2 separate regions of the Canis lupus genome follow, and region 2 is linked to region 1. The links are chromatin contacts, called in public Hi-C maps. All regions are on one chromosome and are shown on one strand. Each heading gives the region's core, a stretch centred on a gene start, on an enhancer-like site or on the middle of the called end of the contact. The rest is flanking DNA. Distances are from core to core; before and after follow the strand shown.

The links. Hi-C and Micro-C count contacts between places; a contact is called where the count stands out from the background.
Region 2: a contact with region 1 is called in a Hi-C map of skin fibroblasts, with 1.6 times the contacts expected there. The contact joins two enhancer-like sites. A contact is called at or near these places in 2 of 9 Hi-C or Micro-C datasets (liver and skin fibroblasts).

What each region holds. Positions count from the first base shown.
Region 1 is chr28:25,571,268-25,577,178 of UU_Cfam_GSD_1.0, reverse strand. It overlaps ABLIM1 (actin-binding LIM protein 1), which reads left to right. Exons shown (of 26, transcript XM_038578864.1): 16 at 3,564-3,668; 17 at 5,360-5,407. Among named protein-coding and RNA genes, the nearest start is that of AFAP1L2, 82 kb to the right of the region's middle. Within about 2 kb of position 3,293, at least 3 of the 20 cell types and tissues checked have an H3K27ac peak or open chromatin away from gene starts, as enhancers often do.
Region 2 is chr28:25,778,460-25,784,370 of UU_Cfam_GSD_1.0, reverse strand. All of the region lies in intron 2 of ABLIM1 (actin-binding LIM protein 1), which reads left to right. Among named protein-coding and RNA genes, the nearest start is that of ABLIM1, 62 kb to the left of the region's middle. Within about 2 kb of position 2,975, at least 2 of the 20 cell types and tissues checked have an H3K27ac peak or open chromatin away from gene starts, as enhancers often do.

The DNA of each region.
Region 1 (5,911 bases), core at 2,044-4,543:
CAAACTGATGATGATGATGATGGTAATATCTTCTGTATATGATCTTTCATCTGACACCATATATATTACTTTGCCTAAGTAATGCACCAAACGTAAAAATAAGCTCTTAGGGCCCTCATCAGTTGTTTCCTTCTAGAATACATTTAAAGTTTTATCACTTCAAGATTGGATGTTTAAGTCAGAAAAAGGAAAGAGGACTCATCTTAAGAATTTTGCTTTTTCTTTTAAAATGCCAAAAAATGGGGGTGCTCCGAATGGCTCAGTTGAGGGCGTCCGACTCTTGATTTCAACTCAGGTCTTGATCTCAGGGTTGTAAGTTTCAAGCCCTACATTAGAAAAAAAAAAAAAAAGCCAAAAAATGTTTACTGCCTTTGGTATTTTGAGGGCTAAGAGTTTGGTACCTAGCAACAATATTCTGAGACATCGTTCCCAGTGAACCATTGTGACGTGTGGAAATCATATTGCACAGAATCCCTTAGATGGGTACATTGCTTAGTCTCTCTTTACCTAGTGCTTTAACATGTTTCGTGGGAGATTTTAATGGATTCTAGCATTAAATCTATTTATAAGGACTTGAACATAGCAGTGAGGTTGTTTGTTTTTTTTTTTTAAACAACTAGAAAGGTCAATGGTTGCTGAAATAGGCAGCCTAATATAGAACTATATCCAACAAGAAACAGCATTCAGCCAGAATTCACCCATCAGGAATTCACAGTCACTCCCCAGCCTTTGAGAATTGTCAACCATATCTGAGCAGCGGTGGGCTCCTACTGCCACTTGCCAGCAGAGCATCTCCATGATAGATTCTTAATACTTGGGCAAATGCTAATTCTAACATCCTTAAACCTTTGCATCCCATCTATGCAGATATTTTTGTGTGTGCATGCCACTGGCTAATAATCTTCAAAACAAATGTAATGGAGTTTCATCCGATTGGGCATTATCACCAAAACCTGTGTGAACATTCCCCTGAGATGTCTAATGTTCTTCTGCAAGTACAAGGAGGGTAGAGTTGAAGGGCAGGGAGCAGCATGGTTCAGAAGCAGTAGCAGCCAGTGCTCAAGATATGTAGCAAGTCTTCAAAAGACAACCCCAAATAAGGTGAGAAAGTTGTCTTTCTAGATCTTCTTTTGAGAATAGCTCACAAGAAGTATTGTGTTTTTCAATTATGGATTACTCTTGTGAATAAATTCTGTTCACTTCCTCTGAAGTGAAATAGTTAAATTGGGGCCATCGAGGATCTAGTGGGAAAGTTATAAAAAAAGAGGTGCCGCTGTGACCCTGCTGCACAATACTGGCATCTGACTGCCTTTATTCAAGAGCAAGATGATGGTTGTTAATCCTGCAGTGGTGCTTACTAAATGCAGCCATTAATAGCTCAAGAATTCATTTGTGAGCTATTTCAGTCATTCATTTGCAGACATTTAGAAGGCACCTAGTCTTGGCCAGGCACTATGCTGAGCGTAGAAAGATGAATGAGACCCAGTTCTAATTCAGCCTCAGCTTTAAGACAGGATTTCCTTCTAAATGCAAACCACATTCTTCCTTCTGTTCACCTCTACCTGTGTCTTTTCATTTTTTTTCAGACATGAACTGGTTATCTTTTGGAATAGTGATAACACATGAAATAACTTTTTTTTTTTAATTAACCTTTTAATAGATCAGCAGTTGGGGGTGAAACATCATACTTTTTCAAAGCTAATATCTGATCTAAATATTAAAGTCCACGTTACAATGTATGGGGAACTAACTGTAAAACTGACTCTTAAGGGAAAAAAGAAAAAAAAAAGAAAGAAAGAAAAGCTTCAGAACATGATAACCAGAAATCTGGAATCTAAACTGAAGCCAGCAACAAATTCAAATCTCATTTGGAAGATCTTGCTGCCCATTCAGTACAAATGTGTGCTCTGGTTACCTAAAAATACCGTATTGAGAAGTTAAAACTCTAGTAAGCATGTTATTTTAAAACTCCAGCAATTGGCATCTTTTATACTTTGTGGACAGACTCAGAAAAGCTTGGCTTACTTGAGGAAATGAGCTCATGCTCTGTTTTCTATAGATCTATGATTTATTTCATAATGTCACCATTAATTGATGATAAATTACACTTTATCAAAATTTACAACTTTTGTGCTTCAATGGGCACTATCAAGATAGTGAAAGACAACCTGCAGAATGGGAGGAAATATTTGCAAGTCAGATATCTATCTGATAAGGGATTTGTATCCAGAATGTATAAAGAAGTCTTATTTATAACTCAGGAACAAAAGTAATCACATGATAGTTTATTAGCTTTTAATAGTCCCCTACATCTTCTGGTGTATTCTTGGGGCAGATGTTTTCTTAGACATGAGGTAGGAGGACAGTTTAGGATAACAATTAATCTCCAACCAGTTCAGCACAGACCTCAGTTCATCCTGATCAGAAGGGAGTGACAGTGGCCTTGGTGGCACTCCAAGCTTTACAGCCAAGTGCCAGCAATCTTTTCTAGTCCTTTACCTATTCTCTCCTCTAAGCACACCCTGCTGTACAGTCCCAGTGGCCAGTCCTGTTGTTCCCACACACCATGGGCCTGCCTTCCTCAAGATGAGTTCAAGCTATCTAGAATCTGGGCCTGCTCACCGCTCAGCCCACCACCCACCTGGTGTGCTTACTCCTCAATGCCCTGCTCAGTCTAACATCTTAGCTTTCTAGAGGAATTGATGGCACCGTCACCTGAGTAAGCATGTCCACGTCATAGCCTGTCTCCTTAGCTTCTGAGACCTGACCCCCTCATAGGCAGGTGTAACATCTTATTCATCTCCATGTCCTTGGTTATAGCTCAGTGCCCAGCCATGGTAGGTGTCCATACCTGTTTCACAGATGGAGTTTTGGGACTGGGTGGAGCCTCAGTGGAGGCCTCAATTCACCTAATGGTGAATTGTGGGACTGGGTGGAGCCTCTTGGAAGAGACAGGTGGAGAGAGGTATAAGTGGTCTCAAAGTCCCTGGGAGAAAGTGTATATGGTATTTCATGGTGAGGAAGCAGAAACATTTGCTGCAAGTGCAGGCATTTTGCATTGCTGAGGGGAGGGACTGGGTGACCATGCAGGTTCCCAGACGTAGCCTTCCATTCAGAGAAAACTACTGCAGTCATCAGCCTCTGCCATCGTGCCTGGAAGTGACTGTATTTGGGCTTGCATTTCCCGCCCCTTCACATGCTTGGGATTTAATCGTCTGACAACTGAACCTGAATCATTAGCAAGTGACCTTCCATGACTCTTAATGTACTTTCCATCTAATCAGTTTGCTGCTAGCTCACGGCCGTCAACCGCATGCCATTGGAATGACGCATCCTACTGCTAGCTGCTTTTAACCCAGTTCCATGCGAACTCCAGTCTCTCTTGTGGAAAACTAAACCCTCTATCACCTTGTGAGCCAAGTTGATAAATTGAGTTTGTTTCTTTTGTTTCTCCTTTTGGATGTACCTCCTTCCGATTTGTTTTGAATTTTTATTATGCTTGCTCTGTTTTCTTTATTGCTGTCCCTTCTCTTATTTTGTTTTCTCCATTCTTCTCATTGGAGGCAATGAGCCGTCCAGCGGCCGGAACTCCCCTCTCCCTTACCGGCCAGACAGTCGTCCTCTCACTCCAACTTATGCTCAGGCCCCTAAACATTTCCATGTTCCAGGTAGGAGCTGACACAGTCTTTGTCTGGGTGTCCTGTCACGGTGTAGATTGTAGCCCTGTGACCTGTCTCGTCTCATTCCTCACGCTCTCTTCATCGGGGTGCACACAGTCGACAAACCCTAAATTGCAGGATCTGACCCAGAGGGCCATTCAGAGGTTTTGGATGTGAAATGCCAAGGATTGTATGGAAGGCTTGAGTTTTCTCAAAATTTTTTGAAGGGAGATGGGAAATAGAGAGTGAAGGAAGGAGGGTTGAGTTGCTTTGTTTTGACTAAGATTTCATTTTTACCTGTATATTAATGCCTTCTAAGATAGCACTCTGTGGTTTCGTGTCATTGATTATCACAATGGCAATCTAATTATCTTCTCATCCTAAAGATTAAACCACAGCGTCACTCAAGAGTACTTTTATTTTTTCCTGTTGGTCTCCAATATGGAGATTCTTTCTATGGACCTTTGAGAGAAGTGTAAAATTGGATCAATTGGTTGGTCTTTCTGCAATGTATAACCAACTGACTACCTTCTTAGCCCATAAAGATATCTTGCAATTTAGGCTTGGTGCTGTAAGCTTTGCTGAAGTCATAAGCATTTGCTGTCATGGTACAAATAGTAAATTCCCATCAACTACTGGAAAACTCAGAACCCATCAATATCAACACTTAGGGTCAACTCAATTTTCAAGGGCAAGATTGGCCATCGGAGGTCACGATATTTTTTTTTTCCATCAGAAGTACATTTTTTGTTTCTTTTAAGCTACTGAAAGTGGTTTAATAAATTACCCATTATGTTAATATTAGGACACATATTTGGAATCTGTAATAGTATTTTTTCTTTTGCATTCCAAACTTACCTAATAAAACAGGGGAAAGTTCAGTGAGAGTCCTACCACTAAGATAGAACTGCCTTTTAATATAGAGCTTCACTGAACCTTGAAAATCAGTATTGTACATTTGCAACTTTTTGCATGAAGAATGCCCCCACCAAGATACAGTGCCCAAAATCCTGGGGAAACAAACCTTTTGAAATTTCCTGAGTATTTGCAGTCAAAGCAAAACTATAGCATTATCAAATGGGGTCCTGCATAAGTAAATGAATAGTATTTGGCATCTCTTTTCCTTTCTTTTCTTAAATTTGACCTATACAAGTTAAGAGTCTCTCAAACATTCTATCAGCACAACAGACTAGCCTTGCACATAAAAAAAACTGTTTCTGTGTTTTAAAAAACTATTCTTAATTATATTACATTGCTTTCCACTGTTCCACTCATTAGTTGAAAAGTAAATTGAGTCCCTGGTATCTACTGGGAGCTCAATTTCTAGACAGTAGCAATTTGGGGATCTTCCCCAAACTGGTTATGTCTTCCTCACCACTGGAGTCCCTCCACTGCTTGCATTTCTTCCTGTTTTAACCCCACCTTTAGTGAAGTGTGTATTTGCAATAAATGGCTCATGAATTAGCTACATCTCTATATATCCTAAGATGTATTACAAAGGATTCCATATCACTTGTCTGTGGTAATTCACTCATTCCTGGAACTTCTTCCAGTAACTTCAATCTTTGTAATACAAAAGTTAACCTTCTGGGATGTTTTTGTTCAAGAGTCTTCAGTTTGGTTTGCCTCTCGGTTGATCTGTTTTTCCCACTGCTGAACCGGTTCCCATAATCACACACCTTTGCTTTTCATTTCCACAGATCAAGGGATCAACATTTACCGAAAACCACCCATCTACAAACAGCATGGTAAAACCCGCTTTCCTCTGCGTAGCTTTTAAGTTAGCGGCGCCGTCCAGTTGAACTCTTTGCTGTCCTCTGAAAGGCTTCCCTGCTGCTGCTTTTGAGAATCAAACTGGGACGCCCAGCATATTATGCCTTTATGGTTCCCTAAGATGCAAATATTGTGAGATTGGTTTTCCTAGAAAGAGAACGCTTAGCTTAGTGAGGAAGCTCATAGCCAATTTTTGAGCCCATCAGACCATGTAGCACTGCATTCCCAGAGAATGCACAATAATTCACATCTTTTTTTTTTTTTTGCCATCAAATAATTTAACCAGCCTCTATAATTATTTGGATGAACTTCTAATTAGTTTAGTTAAAACAGTGAAGGCCAGCTACCTAGAAAATTTAACTGGACCAAGCCTACATCAACTTGACTGTCCAATTCTCCAGTTCTTAAGGGGATGCAGTTGTCTGTGCCTTGCAGCGGAATGGACAGGACACACTCTGAGAGCAAGGTCCTAGCTGTGG
Region 2 (5,911 bases), core at 1,726-4,225, 210 kb before region 1:
TTTTAAGTAATCTCTGCACCTAACATGGGGCTCAAACTCACAATCCCAAGATCAAGAGTCCCACACTCTACCAACTGGCAGCCAGGCACCCCAAGAGATGACAGTCTTTAAAGATTCTGATTAAAATATCTGAGTATATGTATGTCTGTGTGTGCAAGTTTTATGGACATATGGCCATGTGAAAAATATTAAGGGTCCCCCTAGGACTTTGAATGGGGTCCTAGCAAGTGAGAGTCCCTGAAGCTTAAGCACCATTAGCTTCATGATAAATCCACTTCTGTTAATTATATTAGAAAGCTTGTCTGCTACCTCACTCATGCATTAAGAAACTGACCCTAGATTTTATTCTTAGGTAGAATTGACTTTTAGGATAGGTAGGTTTTATTACTTCAGTTCCTTCTCCTATCTCCTTCTATCCCTCTGCCTCCCCCTCTCCCTTCCTTCCTCTCTTTCTTCCCCAAATATAGGAGGAGAATAAGTATTTCTTTTAAAAATCAACTTATTTTCTGTTCTTTCATTCTCTTCCTTTTGGACTTTCTTCAGTTTTTTTCTTCTACCTCCTCTTGACCTCTTATTTCACCATAAATACACCACTTTCATGTGTATCATTTCTGCCTCTGATTACCAGGCCCCTAGGGTCCCATGGGAGGAGGGCTCCTTTCCCCCTTTCCCTTCCTTGCCTCATGCTTGGCAAGAAGACATCTGTGGCAGAGAGAGCACAGAGAGAGGACTTGACTGGTAGGAGGAAGCACTTTCAGGGAAATACCTGCTGGTTTTCAGGCCAGGAGGTTTTGCACCAGCGTCAGAGGGCGGAGCTGTCTCACCAGTACATGACAGCCTTGGAACCGGGCCCGGTGACATCGTTTTGTTGCAGAGTGTGCTAGTGGCTGGGTCACTTTAGAGATGGCTCAGCATGCATTTCACCCCTGCCATCCTCCTCTTGGTCATTCCTTTTTAGAATGCCCTCTCCCTTAGGGCTAAGGAAGGTTTTAATAGGGTTTCCCATCACCAGGACAGTGGAGTTGTACGTGCTTTGTCTGCAGCGCCACATGTGGACAAATTCAAGACCTGCCATCAAAACAGACTTGGAAGAAGAGCGATTAGCAAAGAAGCTTAGCAAAACGCTGAAAACTCTGTTGGTGACCAGTTTGCAATGACTAGTGCTCAGGAGGCCCAAGGCAGTTTAGATTTGTCATCCAAAGCAAAACCAAATCCTACCAACTGGAGAACTTGGGAGGCATTATGGCCTCTGACCAGCAGTGGCCCCATAGTAGACCCTGTGTGTCTAATTGACTACTCGTTGAAGGGATAGTGTATTTTGATATGTTCAGTTAGATGAAGTAATTGTTATAATTTCACTTGTTTCCTTTTACGTTTTAAATGCAGTTACTAGGAAGAGTTAAATGATAGCATTGACTCACATTTTATTTCTATGAGCAGAGCTGGCCTCATTTGCCATTCTGCATGTGTGAAAGTATATAGGCTTCCTGGAAGTCTAAGGAGAGGTTGTTTTGGTTTTCCACAGGACTGGGCAGGGCCTTAACCTTTTTTTTTTTTTTTTTTACTGTTAAAACTCCGAAACATAATGAATCAGAGTAGCAGGTCATTCTTTTTATATCGAGTTGGGATAATGAAACCCTTTGGGGGATGTTGCATGTCAAACAACAGAACAAGTTCTCTGCTTTTAGGAAAATATTTCCCTCAAAGCTTATCTCTTATGACCCTTCTTCTGCCGATCATAATTCAGCAATTGCTTTGGATGTCTCTAGCCTCAGGCTTCGTCACATTGGTGTCTGGAAATGGTTCTCTCTCCTCTTGTAGACTGCAAGCTGTACTTTGTATACCAGGAAAAAAAAAATGGGTGTTGGGATTTGTAACTGCCTGCTGTTTGTACTTCCAGCATTTTGGAATGCGCATTGACTTGTTTCTCAGGGTCAAGTTTGGTATCAATGTTGCTAGGGGACATATGTGAGAAAAACTCATTGTATAGGATTTACTGATTGATAAGGGTATCCTGGAAACTGACAGTGAATTGGTGACCACGCTGGTGCTGCTGCTGCTGCTAATACATTATTATTTATGTGACTCAGATAATAGAATGAGCTTTGTAAAAAAAAATAATATGAAGTCTGTCCTATAAAGAGAGCCTATACCTAATTTTTTTTATGCCTAAATTGATTTAACTCCCAAAGGCCTTCTAATCCTTTGCCCTTTGCTGTACTTATTTGCATGTCGTTCGTTTTGTCTCCTTACCTAATTAGATATCATTTATTCTGCTCGTAATAGATAATCAACAGATTCCGGCTAATTGATTGTCAGATTCTTGGGTGACATCAAGAAGGAGTATAGTCTTGCACTTGAAATTCAGGTTTGGAGATTTGAGTTTGACTTGGTGACTTATAAATGGATCCAGTCCTTTTTGGGAAGAGTGGTGATTGCTTTGTATTTGAGTTAGCAGGGTAAACCTGACCCATTGGCTATTTGTCTTGGAAAACAACGTAAAGAAATATATTTACAAACAATTTGATTAGCACCCCTGTCCCACCACCCACACCGAGGCCCTTATTCTGCAGGGTTCTACACACAAAACAAGATTATTTCAAACACTTTCACATTTTTGTTATGATTTTGAATGTTGAGGCTACCTGCACAAAGTAAAATGATATCTTAAATCACTGTCCTTGGAAGATGCCATGACTTCATTTCTTGCTCATTTCTGCTCTTGCATGGCACTATATTCAAGAGAGTGCATTTGTTTTTGTGCCTGGCATGGTATACAGACTTTTTCACCAAGGGCCTACATCCAGTTTTGTTGAATGAGTGGCTTCTTATATTTTCTCTGTCTCCTGTGTTTGCTTATCCCCAAACCACCCCCAGTTCCTTCATTCTTTCAAACAATGTTTTTTGGAATACTCCTTCTAGTTTCCACATTTCAGGCCTTTGCCCCTCCCGGCTAACTTGCATCTTGCCCACCAGTGACCTGTGTCCCCTTGTGGATCTGGCAAGATCCTCATGGGTGCTCATATCTGACTTCCGGCTATCGGTTGATGTCTAGCGAGTATACTTACTTGTTGGCTTCATATCCTGTTCTTAAGACTTTGTCAATAAACTATTGCTTTAAAACATAGCTCAGGCTGGTATGTTCTAGTCAAGCCAGGGTTCTGCCTGTTGTCTGGTTTCAGCATTTAAAGAATTCCTATGCTCTCGCCCAGAAGTCTTGAGCATAAGCACAAATATCCCTATATCTAAGTACATTTCCATTTAGAGGTCATGGCACGAACCAGACATTTCTCAGCTGATTTTGAGCTGACTCTGCACATGTTTAGTTGAAGAACCAGACCTGGTGCTGATGAAAAAGGGAGCTCAAACTTCTATTTCTTTGCCCTCACCGTATTATTTAAAAGGTCCTTCAGTGAGCTCAGAAATGTTTGGCAAAATTACCCAAACCTTTGAAAAAGTCTTAAGACTAGTATACATGAAAGGAATTATAAAGCAGCTTTTTTACTTCAGCTTATGAACTATTCATGAGTTTGTCTTTGAGAATCAGAACTCACTGAAGTTGGACTTGACTCCTTATTAGAGTTGGTGATCCACTAAATCTTTATCCTTGGAAACAATCTGTGGATTCTCTTTGTAGAAACAGTCTGTAACAAAGTGTACTTTCACATTCCCAGGCTTGCCAGAAAAAAGACATTGGACCTCACAGCCACTCAGAAGGGGGAGACTGATTTACCCTGCCATTAAGTTAATCTTTTTCCCCCTCGGACTGACCAAAGTCAGGCTTTGCCAGTGAATCACTTTATTGAAAATTATATGAAAAATAAATGAGCTATAACCAATTTAAGGAAAGCTGAAACAGAGCATTAGGAAATCTCTGCCAATGAGTAATGCACATCCCAACTTCTAGTTTAGTAGCTAGCTGGCTAACACAAATTTATAGATAATTTCCCTTTTAAAAAATATTCTACTAAGAAGCACTACACAGTTACTTTTTCATAGTTTATATGGTTACTATTTAAATTCTTGTTACTCCAAGATACCTTAGAGATGTTGTGATAGAGCATGTATGGCAGAAAGAGGGGAAAAGAGCAGAAGGAAGAGGGAAGGGAAAAGAGAGAGAGAGAGAGAGAAAATGGGAAATTATTCAAATCACCAAGTTATTAGAAAAGCCAAACCACAAAAATGCCAAGTAAATTACAGGTGGCAAGTGGCAGCCTGAAGTTAGGCATAGAGTCCTACAGGCATAGAATATCCCTGTTATTCAAGTCAGTCCTTGCTGATCTAACCACATTATTGAGAACTAGTTCATGTTTCATGGGGGCATAAGCCCAATAGCTTTTGTTTTCCGGCATTTCTGGGCATGTAAGTATACACTTTACACATTATTTCTACAAAGAGAATCCACAGATTTCCCCAGGGAATAAATATTGAGTACATTGACTCCTAAGTGGAGTCTAGCTCATTCTGGTGAGAAGGCATGCAAGTTTCATGTGAGAAACTGATTCTCCAGTAGAGGGTGATGGTGTACCATGCCCCCAGCCCACGTTTGGGAACCTTCTGAACTCTGCTCACATGAGTGAACTGATAAGCTATTTTAATTGAATGTCTTATTCTCACAGTGTTGAATGTAAACTAAGACCAAATTCAACATATAGAATATGTAAGGTGTAAAGCACAGACCAGGTACTTTGGAGGCGATTGTCATCTGCTTAGGCAGCTCTGAGGACAGTCTTCCTATGGTCTTTAAGAGCATGGGCTTGGGACACAAGGATCCACTGAAGGCAGTGGGCCCCGAGGGGAAGTTTCATCTTTCTCAGTTTTTGGTTTGTCATCTGTAGGATGAGTACAGTAATACCTACCACTTCGTCCACCATTACTAAAAACCTACATCTGTTGGGAAACACGCAACAAATGATCCCATGACATCAATGTGCTATAATTTAGGTTAGATAAACTGCTGTAGCAGCAGAAGGTAGAGTAATGAATTAGACTAGGAACTGAAGGGGAAGCTTCAAGGAAGAAGTGGTCTTTGAATTGATTGTCAAAAGTGAGTAAAATACTTTGGATCAGTAGGTAGAGAGTATGTCGGTGAGGAAGTTTATAAGGCATTTCGGGCTGAAGGTGCATATAATTTTATTTTGTTTATATCTAAGATTGTAAAACTCAAAGTATTTCGCGAAGGCTATTCCATGCATCATAACTATCAAGTTTTACTCAGCATAAATTATATGTGATAGAATTTCTCTTATTAGGGTTTACAAATGTCTGAATTAATTTATTTAGATACTCCTCGAGTTCATGTATTTAGTAATAGTATCAGATATAATTTCTGTTTAAAAAATTAACAAATGAAGTAATCTTTTAAATAAGATATTTAAATCACTTAAAAATGAATCATATGGAAACCTCAGAATGTCTAGTATTTTAATTGGTGAGGTTAATTTATTTATATGAACACTTCTAGCGATACTGAGTATGATGCCATTTTACTATGTTTTTATTCTTTCTCGTATATTGTTCAATGTATAGTCATGACAGACCATGGGCTAAAGACAAGAAATATAGAAAACATTGGTGTTAAAATACAAGCAGATTTTTTTATCATTAAAATTTGTAATTCCACAAACTCTGTCCTCAGATTATTTACTAGACCTGTAAGTTTTACTCATCTAATTAAAATTCTCCTAATTGAAATATCTATGGTATTTCAAAAACCGATGCTTTAGAAAGGCAATGTATTAGTAATTGTGTACAATTTGTCTTTTTGATTACTAGTAATAAAGACTTCCCTCACAAACAGTGTGGTATTTAGAGAAAAAGCTTGAAAATAGAACACTGAAATTTTTTGCTTGCCATTCAAAAAGGAAGGAATGCAAAGAACAGAAATCAGCCAGTTGAAATTTTAAAGCTA